2 separate regions of the Mus musculus genome follow, and region 1 is linked to region 2. The links are chromatin contacts, called in public Hi-C maps. All regions are on one chromosome and are shown on one strand. The core of a region is the stretch at or near the end of the contact, and the rest is flanking DNA. Distances in the headings are between cores, read along the strand shown.

Region 1 (4,762 bases), core at 58-2,557, 77 kb after region 2:
GTTTGTTTTCTGCGCGGGAGAAAGAGCTGAGCTGGAGGAAAACTGGAAAGGAGTAGGGTGTGGTGATTCCTTGAGGGAAGAGAAAGGGAAAATAAAGTCTCTGCGGTACTCCGGTGCCCTAAACCCAGCGGGAGGGTCCTGAGGCGGTGGGCCCGCCCGCTGATAGGCAGTCGTCTATCTCTGCTGTGGAGCTCGCTGAGCGCAAACACGCCCCAGAAAAACATCACAACCTGTCACTCCCCGCCCTGCTGCCCTGAGACCCCTGACAAGAAGAGAAAACTTGTTCCGGGGCGCAACAGAAGCCAGGCTTGCCAACGAGGACAATGTCTAAGGCTGAAAAAAGAGTAAAAATGAAATTACTGGACCAACAGCCTTCTTCCTCCTAGCCGCTGGCAGCACCCTGCTGTTTTCCACCAGTCCGCTAATATTTACAGTCGCCAGGAGCGAACCCCTACCTCCAGGTAGACAGGCCAGGAAGACGCAGAGAAAAGCTGTGGACTAGGGGACCCACAAGAAACACGGTCCCGGCCTCCATTTGCGGGGTCGCGGTGCGGGCCGGCTTACCTGTGGATGCAGTTTCCATGGCGACGGGAGGCGACCGGGCGGGGCCGGAGCACAGTTCCCGCGACGACGTTACCCCAGCTCCAGCGCCCGACCCCCAGGCGGGCTCCCCATCCTGCTGCGCTGGCCTGGCCCCCATCACCGCCGTCGCTTCGTCTTCCCCATCCCCCCGGCCCCCGAACCACTGGGACCCGGGGCTACCCAGAGACAGCGGCTCATCTTGCAGATCCGGCGGTGCGGCCATGGCTGGCTGTGCCCCAGGCTGGGCTACTGTGGCTTGGCAAGGCCGGGGTGCGCTGGCTAGGGACGCGGACGCTCCCTGCTGCTGTCCCTACCGGGACTCCGGACTCCAGAAGGCTGCAGAGTCTCCGCGCCACCGTCGCTGCTTTTGCTGCAACTCGGGCCGAGCCGCGGCTGCTGTTCTGGGCGCTTCGGCTCCTCCTTCTCCCCCTCCTCTTCCTCCGGGGCCCCGGGGCGGCTGCCGCCCGCGCTCCTCCCCTGCTCCAGAGGCAGCTTGCTGTGCCTGCGCTGCTTCGCTACTCCCAAGCCTGTTATTACGCAGGTGAAAATGGCCTGCTTGGTCCGAGTCCTCCCTAATGCACGTCAGCCCCGGGCCTGTTAATGGCAGCCTCTGATTAGGGGATGTGCCAAACCCACTTGTTTTACCCTTTATCTGGGGAAGAATACACAGAGAGGACCAGCAGGTACTGGCTGCAGCTTGACTAGACAAGAAGTTAAAACCAGACTGGAGTCCTAGGACTCTAGGATAGAAAGCGAATCTCAGAACAACCGTTCTGAGGGTTAGCTGCATAAAGGACACTGGCCTGAGCCTTGACCTGGTGATCTGCAACCTGGAGGTTAAATCCTTCATCCTGAAGTTTCCAGAACCGGCCCAAACAAACAAACAAAAACAATAACAAAACAGTATAGGAATGGGCCCTCAGATGGAACTCCACAAAAATGCTTTCCAGACCTGTCCCAAGTAGCATTGAAAGCAAACAGGATGCTACCAGGCATTAAACAACAACAACGACGACGACAGCAACAGCAACAACAAATGGCTGTGCCATATAAATGACAGGCCGTGTTGGGCAGTCTGTTTTGAGAAGTGGAAATCCACAGGAACTTCTTGCTCCCCCTCCCCACCCCTTTTCTGTGCTCTCTGATACTTAATGAACAGTAAAGGCGACTCACCTACATGTGCTATTCCCATATTTAGACCTATTTAGACCTATCTTTTCAAACAAGCCGTCTTACCGGTTCCTGAACTGTAAAATGGTGTGTGCCTTTCCTTTAAGTCTTGGCTCAAGTCTAACATCAGAGTAGATGAGTACAGTTATCGGTTAGTCCTACTCAAAAAAAGTGGAAGGCAACTGTGCCCTTGCATGCAGAGTGGTTGTGTAGGGTTCTCAGCTACCATTTGCATACCAGGAGCATCACAACTATCTGTAAATTCAAAGGCCAGAGTCATCAACATCTGGGACTCCTAAAAATGATGAAAATAGAAAATTTTTTATTCACTGTAATCTTTTGTTCTACTAGTACAACAATGCTCAAAAGATAGCAATAAATTGGAGGAAAATGTGTGTAATCTTACAGTCACCAAAATTTTACAGATTGATGTATTAAAAATTAATTCCTGAGTCCAGAGAGACAGCTTAGTATTTAAGAGTGATTGCTGCTTTTCCGGGGGACCAGACCTGACAGCTCACACTTGCCTGTAACTCCAATACACACACACACACACAAACCACTACACCTTTGAAAAAATTGGTTTCTATGAAATATGTTCATTATCTTCATAGTGACAATGGCATCACAGTTGTATGCATGGGACAAAAATCAAGTTGTCATGTGTATGTGTGCAATTCAATGTGTACCAGTTATTCTAATAAAGCTATAAAAATTATCTCCCTCTGTAATAACAAATTCTTGGTTATCCTGAATCATTATAGCTTTTTTTAACATAAGATAATAGGCACCTTGTTTAGAATGCCATAATGTATCAAGAATGCCAGGGAGGAACTTTCTTACAGTTTCATTATTAATATGCCAAGAACACTGGAAGCACATGGCTATTAAGGAATACTGAATTTGAGGCACTATGATAAAGAGAACATATAATTTGTTTCTCTGAAAAACACTAAAGAATAGAATCACTGGAAAACCTGACTAACTCCAAACCCCTTTGTATCCTTATGATTAAGTAGATAAAGGGATATGACTCTAATGTTCATCATTAAATAGATATGACCCATTTCATCAGCTACCAATCAATACTCTCATTTAAGAATATGTAGAGAAAATAACCAATTAAGTCTATTTCTGTTTTATTTGTTATAGGAAAAAGACAATTTCATTTTGATAAATTATTCTGAAAGCACATGTGGTGTGCTTGTGTTGTGTCTCAGTAGTATAGAACTGAGCTAGGGTGTGTGAGGCTCTGGGATCGATCCCCAATGTGATAGAGACAGCAAGACAGAGAGACAGTGAAACAGATTCTTTAAAAGTGTGTGCATCGTGTTTCAGTCGAGCAACCTTCACAATTATCTTCACTTACAGGCTCAACGTGTGAAATTATCTAAGTTATCTACAGGGAAAGAAACATTTCAAGTTTCAAAAAAATTTCAAGCACACACACATACACCAACATGGAATAGATTGTTTCAGAAGTGGACGACAGGATCTACTGGTTAATATGTGATGAACATTTGGAGTGAAATGGAGTGGCAGAGAAAGTATTATGGGCCATATTCATATTCTATAGGAGGGAGTTCTAGAAAAATTAAACATAGCTACAGCTAGGCAAGGGAAGGCAGTGGTGGCCATGTATTTCCTTCTCTGTTTATACTTATGCCCAGAATCGCCCACATCACCGGCCACTTTAAAGTCCTCTGAGAAGATGCAATGGTGGAGTCACCCTCATTGACTTAGTGAGGTGTTCGTCTCACATAAGTCTTACTGGTGCAATACATCAAAAACTATTGTGAATTGTGCTGACTCTGCATCCAATTTGTCTCCATAAACATCCAGATTATTTTTGCAGTGTGCTTTTCAATTTTGGATGTTGTAGAAGCTACTGGATTTGCTATGGAGAGTATTCTCCATTTAATACTGCAGTGAGACAATATTTAGGTTGATGCTATAAAGATGTTCAGGAGAGAACCCCAGCATTCAGCAGATTCACCAGCACTTTTGGAAAGAGCACGGAGGGGAATGGCTGCTGGTATATTTCATCTGACGCCCAAAGGGAGGAAATGTGGGTGCTTCTAGTGGCCTCCAGCAGGAATCAGACAAGGAGAGCAGATCGCTTCCCATCAAATCTAGCTTTACTCTTAATTAGTACACTTACACAAAGACATAAAGTTCCTTTTACTTACAACAGTTACAAAGGGGCCATCTTTGAAGTACCAAGCCCGCATTTCATTTCTCTTTCATTGGTTAATATCACTCCATTATAGGGATATATCTTAATTTATGACCCACTCATCAGATGATAGATCCAGGTTATATCCATTTTCTGAGTTATTATGCACAGACAATGCTTCTAAGAATGTTTTGTCACATTTTCAGTATATTTTTACTTACCCACGTTGTAAAACAGTCCTTTGAGCAAGAATGTGAAATTGGAGGGCTCTTTTTTTTTCCATGCTCTGAAGATAATAAAAGAATTTTTAAGGCATGCTGAGCTTAAGAAGCTGCCAGAATACACCTGACAGAGATGAGCTGCCTTTGACTGATTCTTCATTCTTTATAATGCATATACTCATATAGAGCTCGTTTAATATTTACACATATGCTTTTATTTCTAGTTGCATGAAAAATATATACTTTCTAATACTGATTTTACTTTTTAAATTATTTTATTAGTTAGTAAATCAGGTTTTCTATGAGCCTCATAGTAACTCGTCGCTTTGTTTCTGTTTTATAGAGATTTAACTCACTAAGACAAATACTTCAGCATATGATTCAGTGCTTTTTAGAGTCTCCATAGAATTTTATAGCCATCACCACAGCAATGTAAAATATTTCATCAGCCCATATAGAAGCTCCATACGCATTAGCGGCCATTCCCCACCCTACCTGACATCACTATCAGTCCCAGGCAATTATCAACTAGTCTCTGTTTCCTAGATTTCACTTATTCTGAGCATTTCATATAAACAGAATCAGGCAACATGTGGCCTTTTGTGGCTGCTTT
Region 2 (4,160 bases), core at 131-2,630:
GAGACAAGAAAAGGGATGCTCACCATTGCATACACTAGCAAGATTTTATCGAAAGGACCCAGATGTAGCTGTCTCTTGTGAGACTATGCCGGGGCCTAGCAAACACAGAAGTGGATGCTCACAGTCAGCTAATGGATGGATCACAGGGCTCCCAATGGAGGAGCTAGAGAAAGAACCCAAGGAGCTAAAGGGATCTGCAACCCTATAGGTGGAACAACATTATGAACTAACCAGTACTCCGGAGCTCTTGACTCTAGCTGCATATGTATCAAAAGATGGTCTAGTCGGCCATCACTGGAAAGAGAGGCCCATTGGACATACAAACTTTATATGCCCCAGTACAGGGGAACGCCAGGGCCAAAAAGGGGGAGTGGGTGGGTAGGAGAGTGGGGGTGGGTGGGTATGGGGGACTTTTGGTATAGCATTGGAAATGTAAATGAGCTAAATACCTAATAAAAAATGGGGGAAAAAAAAGAAAAGGGATGCTCTGTCCACCCTCTAGTATTCATTTCCAGAAAGGGGGATCCAGATGGACCATGAGCACAGTGATGGAGTGACTTCAGATCACCTGGGTGTTGCATCAGATCTGCCTTCCTTCCTCTTACTCTGTGAATAAGGAGTTACTGGTATTCCTCCAGGACCGCAGGATTAACACAAATCTGCATTGTGCTTCCTAGAAAGCTAGTTGTGCTTTCAAATCTTGGGACAGGCAGCCATACTGGTAAAGTTGCACTTACACGAGCTATGGAAGCTGCAGACACCAGAGTTAAAACCCAAAGCAACTGCTCAGTTAATGAAGACACAACGTGGGTCTGTTTTGCTATTGGGGGAAAAAAAGTGTGTTTCTTACAGAGCTGACTTTAAAAGCTGCTGGGTCCCCCACCTCAAAACAAAAGTCCGTCTGTATCTCTCTTCAAAAACTGTGGAATGAATTCTGAATAAAGAGGTATGTAAAGGGTCACCCAGACTACAGGACACTGCAGATGATTGCAGTTGGCTCCGAAGAGCTGGTTTCTCTCAACCTTTGCAGTTTCTGCTCTCACCCTGCTGTTTTAGCTGTGTCGACACGGGCAAAATTGAGAGTCCAAGTAATGAGGAAGATAATTCAAGCCAAAAAAGTATGGCTGAGAAAGAAGCCATCTGGCCGCCTTACGCTACAGTATTAACGTTGGTTTGTAATCACTCAGTTCTTTGTTGTCTTTTTTTTTCTCTCCCCAAGGCCTCATATTAAAAACCTGTGACATAATGAGATTCAAATCATGTCCACAGAGAACTTCATACTTACATGTGCTCTCAATGCTCCCTTCTGAATAGGCTATGATCAAGCTGGATGAGCCTGATCACAATTCGCCACCACTGTGGTGCTGAGACTTGAGAAGCACAGTGGCAGTATCAGCCATGACCAGCTCACAAAATGACCTCAGAGTTCTCCACAAGTAGACTCCATGAATGGGAGCCACCCCTGAAGAATGTCCCTTGATAACCAAAGTAGCATCTTTTTCTTATGTACAGAAAGAGCAAAGATTGCAATCAGCTTCTTCATTGCTTAGAACTCAAATCTCAGGGGGAAAATTGCTACAGTCATAAATAAAACCTCCTTTGAGTCAGCAGACATGGCTGGCTGTCCACCTACCATACCATACACCTTACCATATGGTGTGGTGCGTCACAGCGGTGCAAGCCAAACATTTCCCTGCTGCCATTGTTCTTGTTTCCTCAGTTTTTGACAAGGTCCATAAATAAAATAGGACCTTCCTGCCTTCTGGAGGGCTGTGTGGTAGTGGGGGTGGGGGTGGGGGTGGGGGTGGGGACAGCGACTTCTTCCTATGGTCTCATTTCCTCTTGCACAGAAAAAGCTGAGCCAAGTTATTCGTTTGGTGAGTTATAGCCCCTACACTAAAAGCAATCCTGCTGTCATCACTGACAGGATGTATTTAGTGAGAGAAAGTTTATTATGAATTGGCATGCCCCCACTCAGGAAGACTAACATGTCAATACCATCGTATGGATTCTTCAGGAACAGGAACCTCAGTGATGGAATTGTGCCCCTATTTGCAGGAGCATATAGACCCTCTCTGGCAATCCCCTCTGAGAGCATGCAAGCTCTTGGAGGAGAAAAATGGTAGGGCTGTGGCTCATGTTTGCTCTTCGCTTAAAGGCATGCTCTAAGACCCTTGGGACATTGTGTTTGTTTTACCCAGGGTGCTGGTTTGTTTTTGTCACTGTTGTTTGTCAACCTCACATCAGATGGACCGATCTGGAAAGAGGGAACCTGACTTTCACAGTTGCCTCCATCAGTCTGGGCTACGGGCAAGCCTGTGGGGGCATTTTTGTGTTTGATAATTGATATAAATGTTGCCATCCCGGGGTAGATGGTCTTGGTTGGTTATATAAGAAAACAACTTGAGTAGCCATGGAGAGCAAACCCGTAAGCATTGTTCCTCTATGGTCTCTGCTTCAGTTCCTGCCACCAGGTTCCTGCCTTGAGCTTCTGCTCTGACTTCCCTTCATCATGAACTGCGAACTGAAAGTTGAACACTGAAAAAAAATCTCTTCTCCCCAAGTTACTTTTGGTCATGATGTTGATCACCGCAACAGAAGGCAACCCAGGACAACGGTTCTTCATACTGATCTAGATCTCCCTACAGAGCCTGCCTGTGCGCATAGCCAGGAATCCAGGACAACGGTCCTTCATACTGATCTAGATCTCCCTACAGAGCCTGCCTGTGCGCATAGCCAGGAATACTCACTAATGGGAACTAGAAGACACTGGATTTGGCTACAGCCGCACCAGGATCACATGCAATTTTAGCAATATCTCTGTTGAAGTTCGTGACACTCTCTGCCTTTGTTGTCTAATTGCTACAGCAACTGGTACCAGCTATTGATCATCTCTTCCCTTTGGTCTTAAACAGGATGTCACTCCTTTGAAGACATCTCACTGGGGGACAAAATCGAAGTGTTCAGTCAGATGAAGGAAGCTTCAGTCATGGGCTTTGGGTCAGTAGCTCTTTACTCCCTTTAGGGAGGGCGCAGACACTAAACTGATGTCTTCCCTTGAGGGAAGGGAGGGAAGAGACTGACACCTTCTTTTCAGTAAAATACCTTATTTTCCCCCTCCCTCTGCCCACTTCTCTCTTTGTAATTCAAAGATAGAGGCAGTCAAGAGAAGGAAGTGCTTAGCATCTTGCCTAAGCAGGCAGGGAAGCCTCTACTTGTCTCTTCTGCTTCCTGCTGCTCCTTGTCTGATCTCTGAACCCAGGCTTCCCTTCAGGTTCTTGAAATGGTTTCTGGTGGACTTTTGTAAGCTCTACCCCCATGGGAAAAATATGACTTTAACCCTTTCACTTAAGAGCGCTTCCCCAACCTCCACTTCCTCCAGGGAAGCTGTCCTGACTTCTCTGATCTTGTCCCTAGAGGGTGTGCTTTAAAGTGACTACAGCTGCCATTTTATGTTTCTGTGGTTACTTGGGTTTGTCTTTAAGAAGACTATATGCTATATGCTATATATATGCTATATGCTATATATATGCTATATGCTATAAGACTATATGCTACCTGACATCTCAGGGAGTCATGTATGGTTGCGTTCATCATGGTATTGCAAGGCCTGTGTTGAATCAGTAATTGTTTAGTTTTCAGAAAGTCTCTTGATATATATATATTTTTTTTTAAACTTGGTTTCTTTAAAATGTGGCACTACGTGTTGTGGTGTGATAAGTGATTTGCCTAGGTTACGGAGTGGCTCTGTAACTGGATTAATTAACAGGAAGGGCATTAATGGAGCGCACCTTTGGAGAAGAAGAACATAAGCTGAGTGCCGGCCTTCCTTCAGATGTGCCCAGATGTGAGTGAGGCACTGGACCTTCAAACTATGAACCAAAGTAAACCCTTCCTCCTAAGTGGCTTCCATCAGGTATCTGTCTCAGAGCAGGCAGAAAAGTAAGTAAAACGCAGTAAGAGAGAGCCTGACAGCACGTTTGTCATGCATTCCTCCAAAATGTAGTGAGCACAGAGCATGCTTTGCTCTGTGCAAGATATGAGAATAAAACTACAAATAAGGCACTGCTCTTTCAGAACTGCTGATCCGTCCTGAGCGGAGAGGTGTGTAAACAAATACATTAAGCAGACTATTGCACAGTTGGCATGTTTGTCTAGCA

What was found. Hi-C and Micro-C count contacts between places; a contact is called where the count stands out from the background.
Region 1: a Hi-C map of cerebellum shows a contact between it and region 2, with 1.6 times the contacts expected there. The contact joins the promoter of Rtn1 here to the enhancer-like site in region 2. A contact is called at or near these places in 6 of 39 promoter capture datasets (the C10 cell line, cranial neural crest, hippocampal neurons and 3 more), 5 of 484 Hi-C or Micro-C datasets (cerebellum, embryonic stem cells, ganglionic eminence and 2 more), 3 of 115 datasets of contacts at active chromatin or transcription factors (embryonic forebrain, embryonic hindbrain and forebrain) and 1 of 9 other capture datasets (macrophages).

Annotation. Positions count from the first base shown.
Region 1 is chr12:72,407,747-72,412,508 of GRCm38.p6, forward strand. It overlaps Rtn1 (reticulon 1), which reads right to left and starts at 1,308. Exons shown (of 9, transcript NM_153457.7): 1 at 565-1,308. The coding sequence starts at 805.
Region 2 is chr12:72,330,996-72,335,155 of GRCm38.p6, forward strand. The region is part of intron 1 of Rtn1 (reticulon 1); the gene reads right to left. Among named protein-coding and RNA genes, the nearest start is that of Gm52013, 73 kb to the left of the region's middle. Within about 2 kb of position 1,381, at least 7 of the 459 cell types and tissues checked have an H3K27ac peak or open chromatin away from gene starts, as enhancers often do. A contact at or near this core is called in cerebellum, where this site is marked.